2 separate regions of the Rattus norvegicus genome follow, and region 1 is linked to region 2. The links are chromatin contacts, called in public Hi-C maps. All regions are on one chromosome and are shown on one strand. Each heading gives the region's core, a stretch centred on a gene start, on an enhancer-like site or on the middle of the called end of the contact. The rest is flanking DNA. Distances are from core to core; before and after follow the strand shown. Region 1 overlaps Myo10 (myosin X). Region 2 has its middle 96 kb from the start of Basp1.

Region 1 (7,489 bases), core at 982-3,481, 250 kb before region 2:
TTCAGCAAGTACCACGGGGAGGCTAGAGGAAGCCAAGAAGCAAACAGACAAAGAAAGCAAACCAGAAGGGCCGTACGGCCAGACAGAAGCCATCGGAGGCAGGGGGCAGACAGTGCTTGGTGGAAGACGCACAGGAGTACCCGAGTTCTCCAAGTCCTGTGCATGCCAAGGTATGGGGATCTTAAGGAATGCTGCCGGGAACATGGTCAATGATTAAATAATTACATTTAGTAAAGAGAGGAAATATCTCAGATGACAGACACCCCTGAAGCCAGGCTGAGTATCTTGGGCACTCAGTAAATACTTGCATTTGCCAGGCCCATCACAAATACCTTGTCCCCTTTGTAAACATTAGTTTTGAGCATGGATATCATGATTCCAAAGAAAAATGCATCATAGCAAGGGCTCCAAGGGGTCCTGGTAATCAGACAGGCAGACATGTGTTCTCTCCGCAGAGAACAAATACCCATAAGTCGACACCTCCCACGAGATCCAAAGGTAGAACCGAAGAAATTACCACACAGGCCTACCTGGGGCAGCGAGTCTTAGGACCTGGAAACTGTCCTGTTTAATGTTTGAGACAGGAGAGTGACTCACAGTCGAGCCAGTCTGGGCAGAGTTACCTTTTATCCACAATGGGCACCATCCTGATTCAGGACTTAACAGTCCTTTTTTACATACCTGATCTGGGCACAGCCCAGTGCTTAGTGTATGCCTGACACTGACATCATACAAGACTGAGGAGTGTCCAAGCTAGAGAGAAGGTTCAAGGAAACAGCCAAATGGTTACTTATGTCTTAATAGGTACACATCGAGCTGGCAAGTATTGCTGATTGGAAAAAAAAAAACAAGAAAGAGGCAGGTACTGGAAGTATAGCTCAGTAGGTAGAGCTCTTGCCTATTGTGCTGAAAACCTGGATTTGACTCCCTGTACTGCATAAACCAGGAATAGTTGTACAAACATGCAGGAAGTTCACAGTCATCCTTGCCTACCTAGCAAGGCCGATGCTACTATGTAAGACCTTGACTAAAAACAAAAGAAGCAAACAAAAGTCAAGAGAAACAAACTGGGGACATTTCCTGATTGAGATAGACAGGGTTTCTTAAATCCAGGTTATCACCCTCTGACACTCTGAGGTAGAAGTTCAGTCCTAGGGCTGGGCAGGGAGCATGCACAGCACCCCTGACAGACTTGGGGGTGGAGGTGGGGCAGTATGTGACAGAGAGGCTCTGGACAGATATGGGTATCAATGAGCCTACCAGCATGACGACCTGGATGCTGATAACAGTTTCCACATCTGTCCAAAGTTACCACGCTGTACACATGAAATCAGCGCGGTTGACTTTGATAGTTTTACTTTACATTGGAGAGAACAAAACAAATCTACCTCCAAGAAAAAAAAAAAAGTGGCTTCCAGACCTCAGCGTTGGCATAGGGCAGCTATGAGAGAGAGTTGTGAGAGGAAGGGCATATTTTGGGGTGACCATCATGAGCACTCAGAACCCAACCCAGGTTGTGAGGTACCAGGAAATGATACCTGGGGACTTGGAGAAGCTGCCCAGCTGGGATTGGGAGACCAGGAAAACTCTGAGGGGGGGAAAAAGGTAGAGAAGGGAAGAGACAGGATCGAGTAGGCTCAGGAGAAACATCAGAGACCCTGCTTCGACGAAGAGAGTGAGACAGCTGGAGAGAAAATCAGCCGTGGAACCTGATGTGCACATCCCCCCAAGCATGTAAGCATGTAACAGCTGGATACTTTTGATTATGCCAAATTACCTAAAGAAGAAATCAAAGTGTTCAGGGCAGTGAGGCTCAAAGAGCTGGGAGCGCTGTGCTCTGTAATCAGGAAGGAGGCGGGTGAACACCAGCAGCAGACTGTGCTCCAGGAACTGACTCTCCATGCACTGGCATGCTTGGGCTGCTAGCAGGACAGACTGCAGCTGGTAGTTCTAGATCCATGCATGCCTACAATGTCTGGTCCTTACATTCTCCCTTTCTCTGTTTGCATCTGCTGATCAAGCAACGCCCTTCCTATGAATCAAATTCCCAAACAACACATTTTTTCTTAAAACATAAATCAGATCAAACCTAATTTCTGTCATTTCCTAGTTGATGGCTAACTAAAGGGGCATCTCTAGCGTCTAAAAGACTATGTCCAAAGGTTAAACAAAGTCCTTGCATCATGGCTTCTGCAGGACGTAGCACTCGGTTGGAGCAGAGGCTAAAGTTCAAATCTCTGTCGTCAGTCATCCACCAGGTCCAAGCCTCATGCTCTCCACAGAGAAGGTTCTCCGAGCCTCTGTGAGGTTTATAACAAGAGGAGCTTTTCCACAGGGTTTGGTCCCATTCTAGACTGTCCTCACCCATACACATGTCCTTCACCTGCTTCCTACTGTATGTCAGTCACAGACCATGGCCTGTGTCACATAGTCCCATTCCAAGCAAACAGCCAACTCTCCTCAGCACCCAGCAAGCCACACCTCAAGAACCCAGTGATTCTCATACCATCCCACAATACAGAAGACACGGTTAAGAAATGGCTCCATTTTTGAAAACTCCAAACAGCAAGTAAGCGAAGAGCCAACACTTCCTCTGGATTACTCACCCCCTTTGACTGACAGTGAAGGCTGGCCGCTTACCACACACTGTCCCAGTGTGAAGCAGTACAGACAAGCCAGCCTTAGCGTTTTACCCAGGACAGAATTATAGGGGGCATTGTTTAGGACTGTGCTCTGTACAGGGCTCTGAAGGAAGGACGAAATTACACCAAAATGGAGTCACTCCTGACAAGTGCTGCACAATCGAACTGAAGCCTTATGGAAGCACATGAACTCCAGGCTCAACTAGGTTTTACTGAAATCAGGAGACTCCAGTCTGTCTGGGTCAATCTGAGCAGGAAGTTCCTCCACTTCAACCCTTACAAAGGTAGCCTGGGATCAGCCAGTCTGTGTGGTTCTCCTGTTTCACTCCCTGTCCCTCTCAGGAATTCCTCTGTTCTGCTCTGTCCCAGGGAGAACTCTCACTCTACCTAATGGTTTGAAGGTTGCCTCAACTCCTAAATTGTGACAAGGACTCAATGGCACCTACAAGTAAATGAGTTGTGATTTTTGTTTTTGACACTGCTCTACCATCTTCAGAGTTCACTCACATTCAAAAGAACCACAAGAAGCTAAACTCTCCTTATACACACACACACACACACACACACACACACACACACACACACACACACAGAGGGGAGGGGAGAGGGAGAGGGAGAGACACTAAGGTCACTGTCAAATGTAGAAGGCCAACCAAGGATTCACACTAACCTTATTAATACATGGGGGGTGGGGGAATCCTTACATGAGTTTTAAAGTCACATATATGTAACGTCATATACTTAAGGTTTATGATAGCATAAGCTTCCACTTAAATGTCCATTAAAAAGTAGAATTTAGGGGACTGGAGAGACAGCTCAGCAGGGTAGGGCACGTATTGCTCTTGCAGAGGACCTTGGTTGACACTGGGACAGCTCACACCTGCCTGTACGTAACGACACTGTCTGTAGGCACCTGCACACATGTGCAGAACGTGATCTCATGCAGGAACAACACATAGGCATACATTTTTAAAATTTTAATTAATGCGGTAGGGCTTGAAAAAAAAGAAATAAATAATTAATATTTTAGGGGGGAAAAAAGTAGAGTTTCAGAGCAGAACAACCTTGAAATGGTACAGAATGGAAGCCGAAAGGCCTGGCATTGCCACACCCAGCTGGGGATCTCAGCCATGCCTGACCTGCTTGTTTTAAAGTTTACTTGATAATATGGAAGGCTCAGAAGAATATTCTCTGATTGTAATACCAAGAATGGGAGAGAAAGGTGTGAGACCAGTAAGACACACTGCGTCCACCAGGGGGCAGATCAGGGCTGAGAGAACCAAACAGATGCTTGTATCTGGCAATTTACCTTTAAAATGCCTTGTTTTCTTAATTCCCACACCTTCCATAAAGAAATGGAGGAGAGGGGAGAGGGGGGAGGGGAGAGGGGAGGGGGGAGGGGATAGGAGGGAGGGGAGAGGAGAAGGGGGGAGGGGAGATAGCAGGGCAGGGGAGAGGAGTAAAGAAAAAGGAACAAACAAACCTGCTGACAAGCTCTATTAAACCAAATGACCATGATGGCACCGGCAAGCACTGGAGATACAGAGGCCTGCCAAAGCTACATAGTGAGACCCTGGTCAAATACAAAAACAAACCCACTCCCACATCCTAGTGACGAGTCACTTCCTTTTTGCTTTTGAACAGTTCTCATTACATAGCACTGGATGGCCCTGGTAAAAAAGGCTACCCTCAAGCTCCAAGATACTTGACCCTGCCTCCAAGAATACTAGGATTAAAAGTCACCGAGCCTGGACACAAAGCCATTCACAGAGACTCTTGTGGACTCATTTAGCTAAATATGGTTACTTTTCCTTTTTGGTTTTTCAACACAGGATTTCTCTGTGTAGCCATGGCTGTCCTGGAACTTGTTCTGCAGACCAGGCTGGCTTCACCAACTCAGAAACTCTCCTGCTTTTGCCCCCCAAATTCTGGGATTAAAGGTGTGCACAATCACCACCCAGCTGGTAGCACATTTTTATCCCAGCATTCAGTAGACTGAGATAGATACATGCACCATGAGTTCAAGGCCAGCCTGGGCTACATGCGTAGACCCTGACTTACAAAAGCAAAACCAAACAGCAATCTTCCATGATGTTTGAGTCACAAGTCAAGTTACCTATATTAAGCATGCTAGTCCTTGAAGCTGTTTTCTATTCAAAGTGAGTAGCTTTACTTGGACTAACTTTGAATTAGCATGATCCCCGTCTGCATTACTTAATACACTGACTGTTACGTCCAAGTGACTTCTACAGTGTCACCTTAGTGGCACAACAGTAACCGTGAAGAGTACAAAGCCCATCTCTCCCCATGCTTTTGGGGAGGGGAAATCAGTTCATCTATTCATGTATGTGTAATTTCTATCTATTCAGAAAAAGAAAGAAAGAAAAAAAAAAAAGCAGGGAAACTTTTCAACAAGTACAGTGGCCAGATCCTGCAGTACGGACACAGCACGGCACACACAATGATCATTATAGAGTGCTCACATCAAAGGTGCTTTCACGGCTGGCACAGTGCGCTACTCCCTGTCACACTGGGCAGTATGGACACATCTCAACCGTCTTCAGGCACACTCTCCATTCCCTAGCCTGGAGATTGTGGGAGGACCTCCACTGGTGCCCCTCCCCCACAGGGATAGTGTCTCTGATCTGGGGAAGGCGGGACACATACAGTGTGCTCCCCTCAGCCTCTGATCCAGTCAGTCTTCGCCATCTGGGAACTGTGCTCTGGTCACCTGGCTGGGTGCATGACCAAGTGGCCTGTCTGTGGAACATGGGGCTACAGTTTTGGCAAGCTCGATTGGCTTGAGGTCCAAAAATGACAGACGGCACTCTCCATCTGTTCCCATGTCTTACTGTCATAGAACCTGAAATCCTGGGGGTATCTATATACTGCCCTCCCCCAAACCAAACTGTCCTTCCCGCTTCCTTGTGACAATTATTTTGTCACAAGTTGGGACTAGAAAGCCATGTGAAACAGCTGTCAAAATCATTCGCCACGGCAGTTCAGTGGCCTGCCACTCCTCAGGCACTGTCATGTCCCATGAATGGATGCTTAGAGGGATACGTGAATGAAGAACTTGGATACTCCATGGAAACCTCAGCACTTCCATCCCATCTGTGTTGGACAGCATCCAGACTGGACTTAAACTGCCGCTGCCACAGGCTCCCAGAGCAAACGACAGGTCCCAATAGGATGCCACTGGGATATATGCAGTGGGCCAATTTGCATCCATTAATAATAAAATTTAAGAAGTATATAAAAATGTACTCCAGGTCTTTTTTAAAATGCCATTTTTAGCAGGAAGGGTTTTCAGGGTGGGGGGTTCAGGCTACTTTATTTTCCAAGTAAGTAAGAGCTGTGTAATAGTGACACACATATGGAACCCCAGCACTTGGAAGCTCAGGCAGAAGGAATGCTGTTTGAGACTAGTGTGGGCTACACAGTAAAATCTTGTCTCAAAAATAACCAAAGATAGAAAAGGACACAGACAAGTTAAACTTGGCTCAAACAGGCAGGTCATACCTAATGCAAAATTAATTTAAATAAACATGTTCTTGTTCCATTCTCTTAACACATGCACAGCAAGCTATCCTTCTCCACCTAATTCATAAGTAAACTTTAGGACAGTGGTTTTCAACCTTCCTAATGCTGCAACCCTTTAAAATAGCTCCTCATATTGTGGTGACCCCAACCATAAAGTTATTTTCATTGCTACTTTGTAACAGTAATTTTGCTACTGTTGTGAATTATAATATAAATACTCATGTTTTCTGATGGTCTTAGTAAACCTGTGTGAAAGGGTCCTTTGAACTCACTCACACTCCAAAAGGGGTTGCGACCTATAGGTTAAAAACTACTTGCTTAAGGGAGCATTCCCATTATTAAAAGATTTCTTAAAATCAGGATATTGCTAACCAGAGTGATTTCTATGTATATAGTAGATTTCTTCTAGAGTAGAGAAAAAACATCTTGCTCAAAACATTCAAGCATTGTGACTAGCATTCTAAAATATGTAAAATATTTTAAATATGAAAGAGACATTAAATAAACAGATTGACAGTGCTTCATCTGTGAAATGGCCCAAAGAATAATTCAAGAAAATTGGGAGGAAAGAGAAAAAGAATGGGAATAAATAAACGATCGAACAAATGAATGAACGGAGGGCCTATACAGGGCAAAACGCCAACCCACACAGTGGTCTGCAACTGAGCGCCCTCAGCAGCCCTCAGCAGGAGCCAGGTTGGCTGGAGAGCTCTCCCATGAATGGTTTCTGCTGGGCTGGGCAGACAATTGGCCCACCCCTTCTCTCTGCTCCCGCTCACCTGATGAGCACACACTGGTTGTCATGGCGCTTCCACAGGCAGCGATAGCACTCATTGGCTATGGCGAAGATGTGCGGTGGAAGCTCGCCCAGGTGGCACCTGCTGTACTGCTCCATGGTAGCGCGCTCGTACAGGCCAGCGATGGGCTGGTAGGGGTTCACTGATGCGATGATGGAGCCGATGTAGGTCTGCAAGCAGAGGGGAAAGATCAGGTAGCGTTACCGGGACAGTGAGGCCAGGCTCGGACCTGCACTTCTCCTGCTCTGCCTTCTGCACGAGGGAGGGGGGTTGCGATCCAGCGAAAAAATCGTTTCACTCTGTCTGCCTCAGCACCCACTGTCCACCCTAAGGTATACACCCTCGACACTGCGCAAAAGCACGGAGCAGGTTCAGAGCGGGCTTTCAGGAAGAGGTTAACGGCGAACTAGGATGGCACTGAGCCCAGACCAAATCCCTGTTCCCAGGTGACCTCCCTAATCCCAATCCTTTCCTGGCACAAAGCCTGACCAGTTCCGGTTCCCTTCC
Region 2 (7,817 bases), core at 125-2,624:
CTAAGAAAGCACTCACTGCACACAGGGCCACACAAAACAAACACAGGCAGCAAATCCCCACTGAAGTCCCACTGACATCAGGCCAAGCTGAAAAACAAACTCTGACATTTCTCACATAGGCGGGACTGAACTTGACTGAGATCCTCGAATGTTTCCTTGGAAATATCAAACATCGGAAAGCACTCTGCTCTTTCTGAGCCCTTCTCTCAAGCGCTGTGCCTCTGGGGAGGACCTCCTGGATTTGCAGTCTTGCAGTTATGCTAAAAAAGAGTCACATCCCGTAGATGCTAGTTCAGACTATTTAGTTTTGAGAATAAACTAATCGCACGGGGGAAAGAATTGGGTAAAGTATTCTTCATTTTCCTGAAGACCTAATATGTGTCAGGCTGTCCATAGCACAAACTGAGTCTTGGTGCTTGGTAATCTTGAGAAATTATTATCCCAGACACATTTTATCCAGTCATTATAGAGACTACATATCTATTTACTCATTGTATGTCACAACAGTAAAGAGATAGTCTTTGGCAAGGAGAGTAGACCACAGCCACCTTATGTCAGACTAGGGCTCTCATGTCTCATGACGTCTCTGTGCAGACCCCTGCTTTTGTTGTTGGCAGTTGTGCATTTTAACCACCCATGCTTCTGTTTGGTCAATCGCAAGCCCACCTGAATGCATGTGACCAATAAGGTGAAGGTGGTGTTTGAAGGGAACCTGCAGCTGTCCCCCCTCCCCCCATCCCTACTCTGCCCCATGCTGCAACTGATTTTTTTCCTCTGCATTGTCATCTCCTACCTCCAGCCCTTCTTTTCCTAAAGCTAAGTTTCCTCTCAGGAAGAGTATGAGTCTTTTTCCCTAAAGGTTTACACCAAAATGGACTGAAGCCGCTAAACAGAGGTACGTGTAGGAACAGAAGTAGCCTGGGAAAATTCATTTCATAGCCTGACAGAATTATCTTAAATAATAAATGGGGAGCCAATGTCTACAGACTTGCATAGTATGCGGATCTATAGATGCATATTAATAACAAAACTGGCAGAAATTAAGATGGCGTTTGGCTCTACTTCGCCGACCTACTGGGAAATGAAATCGTGCTTGTGCTTTTAAAGGGTGGCTGGTTTCCATCGTGGAGAATGCCAAATTTAAAAATAAGAAGATAACTTTAAAGCATGTACTGGAGTTTGATCAGCCAGTTTCACATTTTACAAACTGTGTAGTCAGCCAAATATTAGCGATGGCAAGAAACCCAGTGCTTAGTTTTCAATTCATTCTTCCCTGTAAAATGCTGTAAATTTCAAATCCAGGATTGCACCGTGTTATTTCTCTGAGACCAAAACAAGCCCTCTTGTGGCCAGTTCAAAAGTTACACACTGCATTTCTTGTGTTCTTCGAGGGGTCAGATGTCTGAGACTAACACTTGAAGCTGTAACCGTGATTTTCACCCATGTTTTACCACCAGGAAAAGAACGGCACATACGAAGTACTGTTTTCACACGTTCCCCAGAAGAATTGAGTAGCTCACAGAAACACATGCTGTGTCAGCGGCAGCTTTAATAGCAGGCAACTCGCTGGCCCTGTGTATAGGTTTCCTAACTGATCCTTTCTGTGGGGTCCGGAAATTGGACACTGTCATCACACAATGAGTATACTGCTTGGCTCTGGATGGCCGCACATACACTGTATGGACCTTAAGACTGAAGAGTCCTGTAGCAGGAACTGAGGCTCTGGGATCTGAACTGTTTTGGTTTTGACGAAGTCCATCTTTTTTCTTCCTATCCTGCATTGACCCTGAATCCGCAGACAGATGATGGACCAAGCTGTGTTTTTCCTCTGCCTCCTGAGGAGCCAGATCCTGGAGTCCGGTTAGAGTTGCTTCCTGTAGGGCTGGCTCTTCTCATCAGCTCTCGCTTTTCCTAAAGGGTTTTTCTTTGTGGCTCTCCTTCCCTTCCCTTCCCTTCCCTTCCCTTCCCTTCCCTTCCCTTCCCTTCCCTTCCCTTCCCTTCCCTTCCCTTCCCTTCCCTTCCCTTCCCTTCCCTTCCCTCCCTCCCCTCCCCTCCCCTCCCCTCCCCTTTTCTTTCTTTCTTTCTTTCTTTCTTTCTTTCTTTCTTTCTTTCTTTCTTTCTTTCTTTCTTTGTGACATGAAAGAATGACTGAATCCTGGGAAACTGCAAAAACCAAAAAAAAAAAAAAAAAAGAGGTCAGTTCCCTTTCACCTTTCAGTGGTCACGAGTTGCACAATCAGTACACAGTCAAAACTGCGATGTGGACTTTAGTACCCTCCATGAGACCGCTGGGCTGGCTAGTGTTATGTCAACTTAACACAAGCTAGAGTAACTGGAGAGGATGGAGCCTCGGTTGAGAAAATGCCTCAGTAAGGTCCATCTATTCACAGGCCTGCAGGACATTTTCTTAATTAATGATTGACATGGGAGGGCCCAGCCCATTGTGGGTGGAGCCATCCCTGGGCCAGTGGTCCTGGGTTTTATGAGAAAGTAGGCTGAGAAAGCCAAGGGGAGCAAGCCAGTAGGCAGCATTCCTTTACAGGCTCTGCATCAGCCCCTACCTCCAGAATCCAGCCCAGCTTGAGTTCCTGTCCTGACTTCCTTAATGATAGACTACAGTGTGGAAGTGTAAGCCAAATAAACCCTTTCCTTCATGTTCCTGTGGTCATGGTGTTCAGCTTTCAGTACCCAACACACACTCATCTGTGTGCTTGTGAGTGTAGGGCATTCTGTAAGGTGTTAGCACACGGATGTGTTAGTCACATCTTAACCACAGCCTGTACACACTGTGCCTCTCCCACCAGTCTTTGCCATGCTACCACTGTATACACCCCCGGCTTCCCCACAAACCTGAGCACATGACAATCACACATATCGTTCCCCACCCCCCTCTAATTTTGAATGTGTTGCATGAACAGAGTCACAACTTTTTGAGATGAACTTGCTTTTACCCATAATTCCTTTGACCTATTTGAGTTGTTCATGGTGTGGATTTTCCATTCATCTTTTGAAAGACATTTAGGTTGCTTCCCGTGTTTGGCTGCTATGAATTGAATCTGCTATGAACATTCTTGTACATGTTTTCCCTAAGTTCCTTAAGTTACTGGAAGTACTCAAAGGCTCACTAATGATTTTTTTTTTAGGGGAGTCTACTCAATTTCTTCAGATGGAAGCCATATTACATGCCCTCACATAATCTTCTTCAGGAACTTTTCATGAGTGCACTCTGCTGACACTCATCTTCCTGGTTCTGATACTTCACTATAGCAATAATTATCATTTACTGCTGTGGATTAAGTCTCATTAATGGACCAATGACATCCAGCTTTTGTCCTTGTCCCTGCCCTCATTCCCAAAAGGCACCTCAGGACCAGTGGTTTTCTAAGAGTTTAGGAGCTGCTGTCCACATGCGTGAATGAGTCTGCAGGACTTGGGGAATGTGCTGTCTCTGTAACATGCATACCAAGCTGGAGATTTTGCTTTTTATAAAAAAGGATGTAATGACAGAAATAGTGTAAAATATGTCGACGTATTTTTGTATTGGTTTTACATGGAAATGATTATACTTTCCTGCACACTGGGTAAAATGAGATATGCTATTAAAATTAGTATTGTGGAGGCAGTGAGCTCTTTCAGTAGGTTAAAAGCCCTGACCACCACAGTTGGTTACCTGAGTTTGATTTCTAGGATCCACATGGTGGAAGGAGAGAACTGACACCTGCAGGTTGTCCTGTGACCTACACACTCATGCTGTAGCAGGTACATAGCTCCCACCAATCCCAGTGATTTTAAAACCCCATAAATTGTTATGTCTTGCATGTGCCAAGTACCTCCTCTGCCTCCTCTGAGTTTTTTTATCCACTTCTTTTTTACTTTATAAATGTGACTACAGAAAATGTAAAGTTACTTATGTAGTGTAAAATTATGCTCCTATGGTGTGGTGATGTTCAGTGAGGAAACAGTAGCCAGGGCAGCTAACCAGCTTCCTGTGTGAGAGGTGAGTGACCCACTGATGCTGGTCTTTACTCCAGAGACTCTTGTTTCTATACCATGGTCACATCTTGGTCCATTTTATGCTGTCACAGTAAAATACCCAAGACTAGGTAACTGACCAAGGACAGAAATTCATCCTCTCTCACTTCGAAGTTGGCAAAGGCTAAGATCAAGGAGCTGGGAAATTAGGCCCTGTTCTCATGCGTGTTTGACTGTGACATCCCAAGATGGGGAAGCCTGCATGTCCTCAATGGCAGGAGAGCACAGGCAACCAAATGTGCTCCCACAAATCCTCCTTCTAATAGCATTGTTCCAGCATAAAATAGCTTAGAAATGACTCTGTTGGCATAACCTAAACGTCCTGTCAGGCCTAATGTCTTGAGACTGTCACGCCGGAGACTAAGTTTCAACATGTCCTTTAGACAAGACAAAGGCATACGAAAACTACAGCAACAGACATGCCTTTGATTTGAACTTGTGAAGCCCAGGAGAGACCTCAGAGTCTCTCTGCATGGAATCATACAGACGCTGTTGGACAATGGGGTCTATTTCAAGGACTCAGGAATGCTTTGCATGTGTCTCTCGGACACCTTTGCCATCTGAAACCCTCCAGGACTAATCTCTCTCTCTCTCTCTCTCTCTCTCTCTCTCTCTCTCTCTCTCTCTCTCTCTCTCTCTCTCTGTCTTCCTCTCTGTCCTCCCTTCCCTCCCATCTTTTATCCTTCCATTCTTTCTCTTTCTCTTTTTTCTTTCCTTCCTTCCTCCCTTTCCTGTCCCTCTTGCCCTTCCTTCTTCCTTTTTTCTTTCCTCTCTCTCCCCCTCTCTCCTCCTTCCCTTCTCCCTTCCCTTCCTTCTTTCATCTTTCCTTTCTCTCTCCCCCTCTTTCTTTCTTTCTTTCTTTCTTTCTTTTCTTTCTTTCTTTCTTTCTTTCTTTCTTTCATCTTTCCTTCCTTCCTCCTTTCCTCTCCCACCTTCACTCCCTCCTCCCTCTCTTCCTTCATTCATTCTTTCTCCCTTTTCTTTTCTTCCTTTCCTCCCTCCCCCTTCTCTCTTCTGTCTCTCCAGTTCATCTTTCTTTTATTCTTTGTTCCCTCCCTCTCTCCCCTTATTCCCTCTTCCTCCCGCCGCCCTCCTTCCTTCTTTCCTGCCTTTTACCTTCCACTTTCTACTTTTTGCCCAGATCCTTTTGTTCAGTCCTGGGAGCCACGCCAGAAGCTGTGCTGTTAAAACCATTTCAGAGTTTGTATTCTAGCTCATGGCCACCACTAATGGTGGCCAATATGTCCAAGATTGTTTTAAATGCTACACCATGAGAACTGTCACTTAATTCTTTCATCAGTCCAATGAGATAGCTATTAGCCAGGCCCTATTCAGAGATGATTACTTGCTCTGCTAATAGTGGGTCAGGGATGATACTAACCAATGCTTGCAGAAATTTGGTGAGGTTCATATTAGCAGAGAAATTCTATACAGTGTCCAAGATGCCCAAGCAGAAAAGATATGAGGAAGAATCATAGTCTTTGACATCCTCCTCTTGAATTCCTGCTATTGAACCATAATTCTGTTGGCTGCTTTGGCTTATGAGGCCTCTGTTTACACAAGCAGTTTTATCCAATATTTTATTTCATTCTAAAATTTATCTTATTCTAAAACTTTATTTTATTCTATATTTTATTCCCAAAGTGTTCTCTGTTAACTCCACAAAGTAGAACCATTTACAAACTCTTAGAATGTATGCCTGGGGACTGTGAGTTTTCCTTCCATTCAAGACAGGGTGTATACCTCCCAGGGGAGGATGTCTGTGCCTCCATCCTCCCAGAACAATAGCAAAGCATTTGCTACCTGATTCCTCAGCCTTACGGTTTCAGGCTTACATAACAGACATGCTTACTGAAAGCAACATGTGTGGATGAATAATTGACATTCATGGTCCACTGTTGGTGCAAGTTGTGGTATCTTAGCTACATTCTGGAATGACAGAGGCTGGACTGCTACTGCAAGAGAGATTCTCTGAACAGCTCCCTCCATACATACTTTTCCTGGGTGGCAGCTCAGCTCTTGTGGAATGAAAGCAGCCATGGGGTGTATATGATAGAATGCGCATGGAGATATTCCAATAAAACTTTGAGGACTATGGTTATGATCCCTGTTCTAGAACTGCTCTAGAATGAAGTTTAGAAGTTAGACCTCTGTACTCTTAGAATCCCTGCATGCTGTATTTCGCTAGATTACATTCAATGACCTTTTTCCTCCTCTTATAAAGCTATAAAAAATTCAAACACTCAAAAAGATGTAAGGAGTGTCAGGTGCAGTGGTGCATGCCATTGACCCTAACCCTTGGGAGGCAGAGACAGGCAAATCTCTATGAGTATGGGGCCAGTCTGGTCTATATATTGAATTCTAGGTTACGTGATGATACCCTGTCTCCAAAATCCAACACACACAGACACACATGCATACGTACAGGCACATAGACACAGATGTGCGTGCACACACACACACACACACACACAGAGATTAAGAGAAAGAAACAGAGGGAGGGAGGGAGGGAGGGGGAGAGAGAGAGAGAGAGAGAGAGAGAGAGAGAGAGAGAGAGAGAGAGAGAATAAAGCTAAGGGGGAAATCTAGTGAGATCTAGTGAGAGTGAAGCTTTCGGTGCCCTCCTCCACTTCTTGTCCCTCTTCCTCAGGTGATTCTTGTTAATCTTTATGATGTGCATGCATGTCTCCTGAGACAATGAGCCATGCTCTCTCATCCATTTTAAAATGTGCAAACAACACGGTATCACAAGTTCCCTTCCTGATTCTCTTACGGTGGAAAAATCAAAATGAAAATAAAATATTGTTTCCTAATTAAAAGAGGTCAGCATCATAAATTATGATTAATATGAAGAGAGACAAACAACAGTAATGAAATTATCTACTTGCCTCATGTTCTGGATTAGGAAGGTAAAAGAGAATCAACAATGAGAGACATCATTTTGTTTTTTAAAATCTGGGGCTTTTAATAAAGACCTGGGTCCAGACTTGTAGCTGTGTGACATTGGTAAGCTGTGCGTTCTCTGTAGCTCAGTCTACAACACTAGAGGAAGCCTCGTACCCAGATCTATAACACTCACATAGAGCCTGGGATGTAGTATCTACACTTTTTTGCTTTTAATACTCAAAAAAAAGTCCAAACTTTTAAGCTTCAATGTTAGGAACAAAGATAACGAAAGCAATTGATGGAGGCTGTTGTTAGCTAATTAGATGGCATTTTACATCTCTACCCTGAGAAACAGCAGATCATTTGAGAATGACCTTGATAAAACAGGAAGGTGTTGTTAAGGAAAGTATTTGCTGAGTAACTGTAGTGAAAACCTAGCAGAGAGATGCCACATGCATTACTGAGGATGCATGGATTGTATTGTTGATGCTGCATGAATTACATTGCAGATGCCCCACGAACAACATTGCTGTGGTTTGAAGTGAAATGTCCTGTACAGGCTTGAGTAAATTACCCAATTTTAGGAGGTAATGGGGTCTCTAAGGTGTGGTATTTTGCTGGAAAAAAATGGGTCACTGGTGGTAGACCTTATAAGCCATTGAGGTGGAGAAACTGGATAACAGTTCCATGATTAAAAAGTGCCAGGGATTGGAAGATTTTTTTTTTATCTGAGAGAAAAGTAGGCTCAGAGAGGTTTAATGACCATCTTTAGGGAAATGAGAAATCCTGGTGTGGTCCATGCAAGCCAGATTTTCATCAGTTTCATGGAAGACAAAATTAGTGGTCACAGACTTGAATTACAGAGAAGGGATCTCACAATCAGGGCTAGTTTTCAGTGC

What was found. Hi-C and Micro-C count contacts between places; a contact is called where the count stands out from the background.
Region 1: a Hi-C map of liver shows a contact between it and region 2, with 4 times the contacts expected there. The contact joins two enhancer-like sites. A contact is called at or near these places in 11 of 12 Hi-C or Micro-C datasets (the A7r5 cell line, the Rat2 cell line, Schwann cells and 7 more).

Annotation. Positions count from the first base shown.
Region 1 is chr2:77,937,608-77,945,096 of GRCr8, reverse strand. Myo10 (myosin X) reads right to left here. Exons shown (of 41, transcript NM_001401822.1): 4 at 6,965-7,152. It overlaps LOC134485861 (a long non-coding RNA gene), which reads left to right and starts at 7,038. Exons shown (of 2, transcript XR_010064149.1): 1 at 7,038-7,176. Within about 2 kb of position 2,231, at least 6 of the 93 cell types and tissues checked have an H3K27ac peak or open chromatin away from gene starts, as enhancers often do. A contact at or near this core is called in hepatocytes, kidney and liver, where this site is marked.
Region 2 is chr2:77,686,473-77,694,289 of GRCr8, reverse strand. No RefSeq gene overlaps it. Among named protein-coding and RNA genes, the nearest start is that of Basp1, 96 kb to the right of the region's middle. Within about 2 kb of position 1,374, at least 3 of the 93 cell types and tissues checked have an H3K27ac peak or open chromatin away from gene starts, as enhancers often do. A contact at or near this core is called in hepatocytes, kidney and liver, where this site is marked.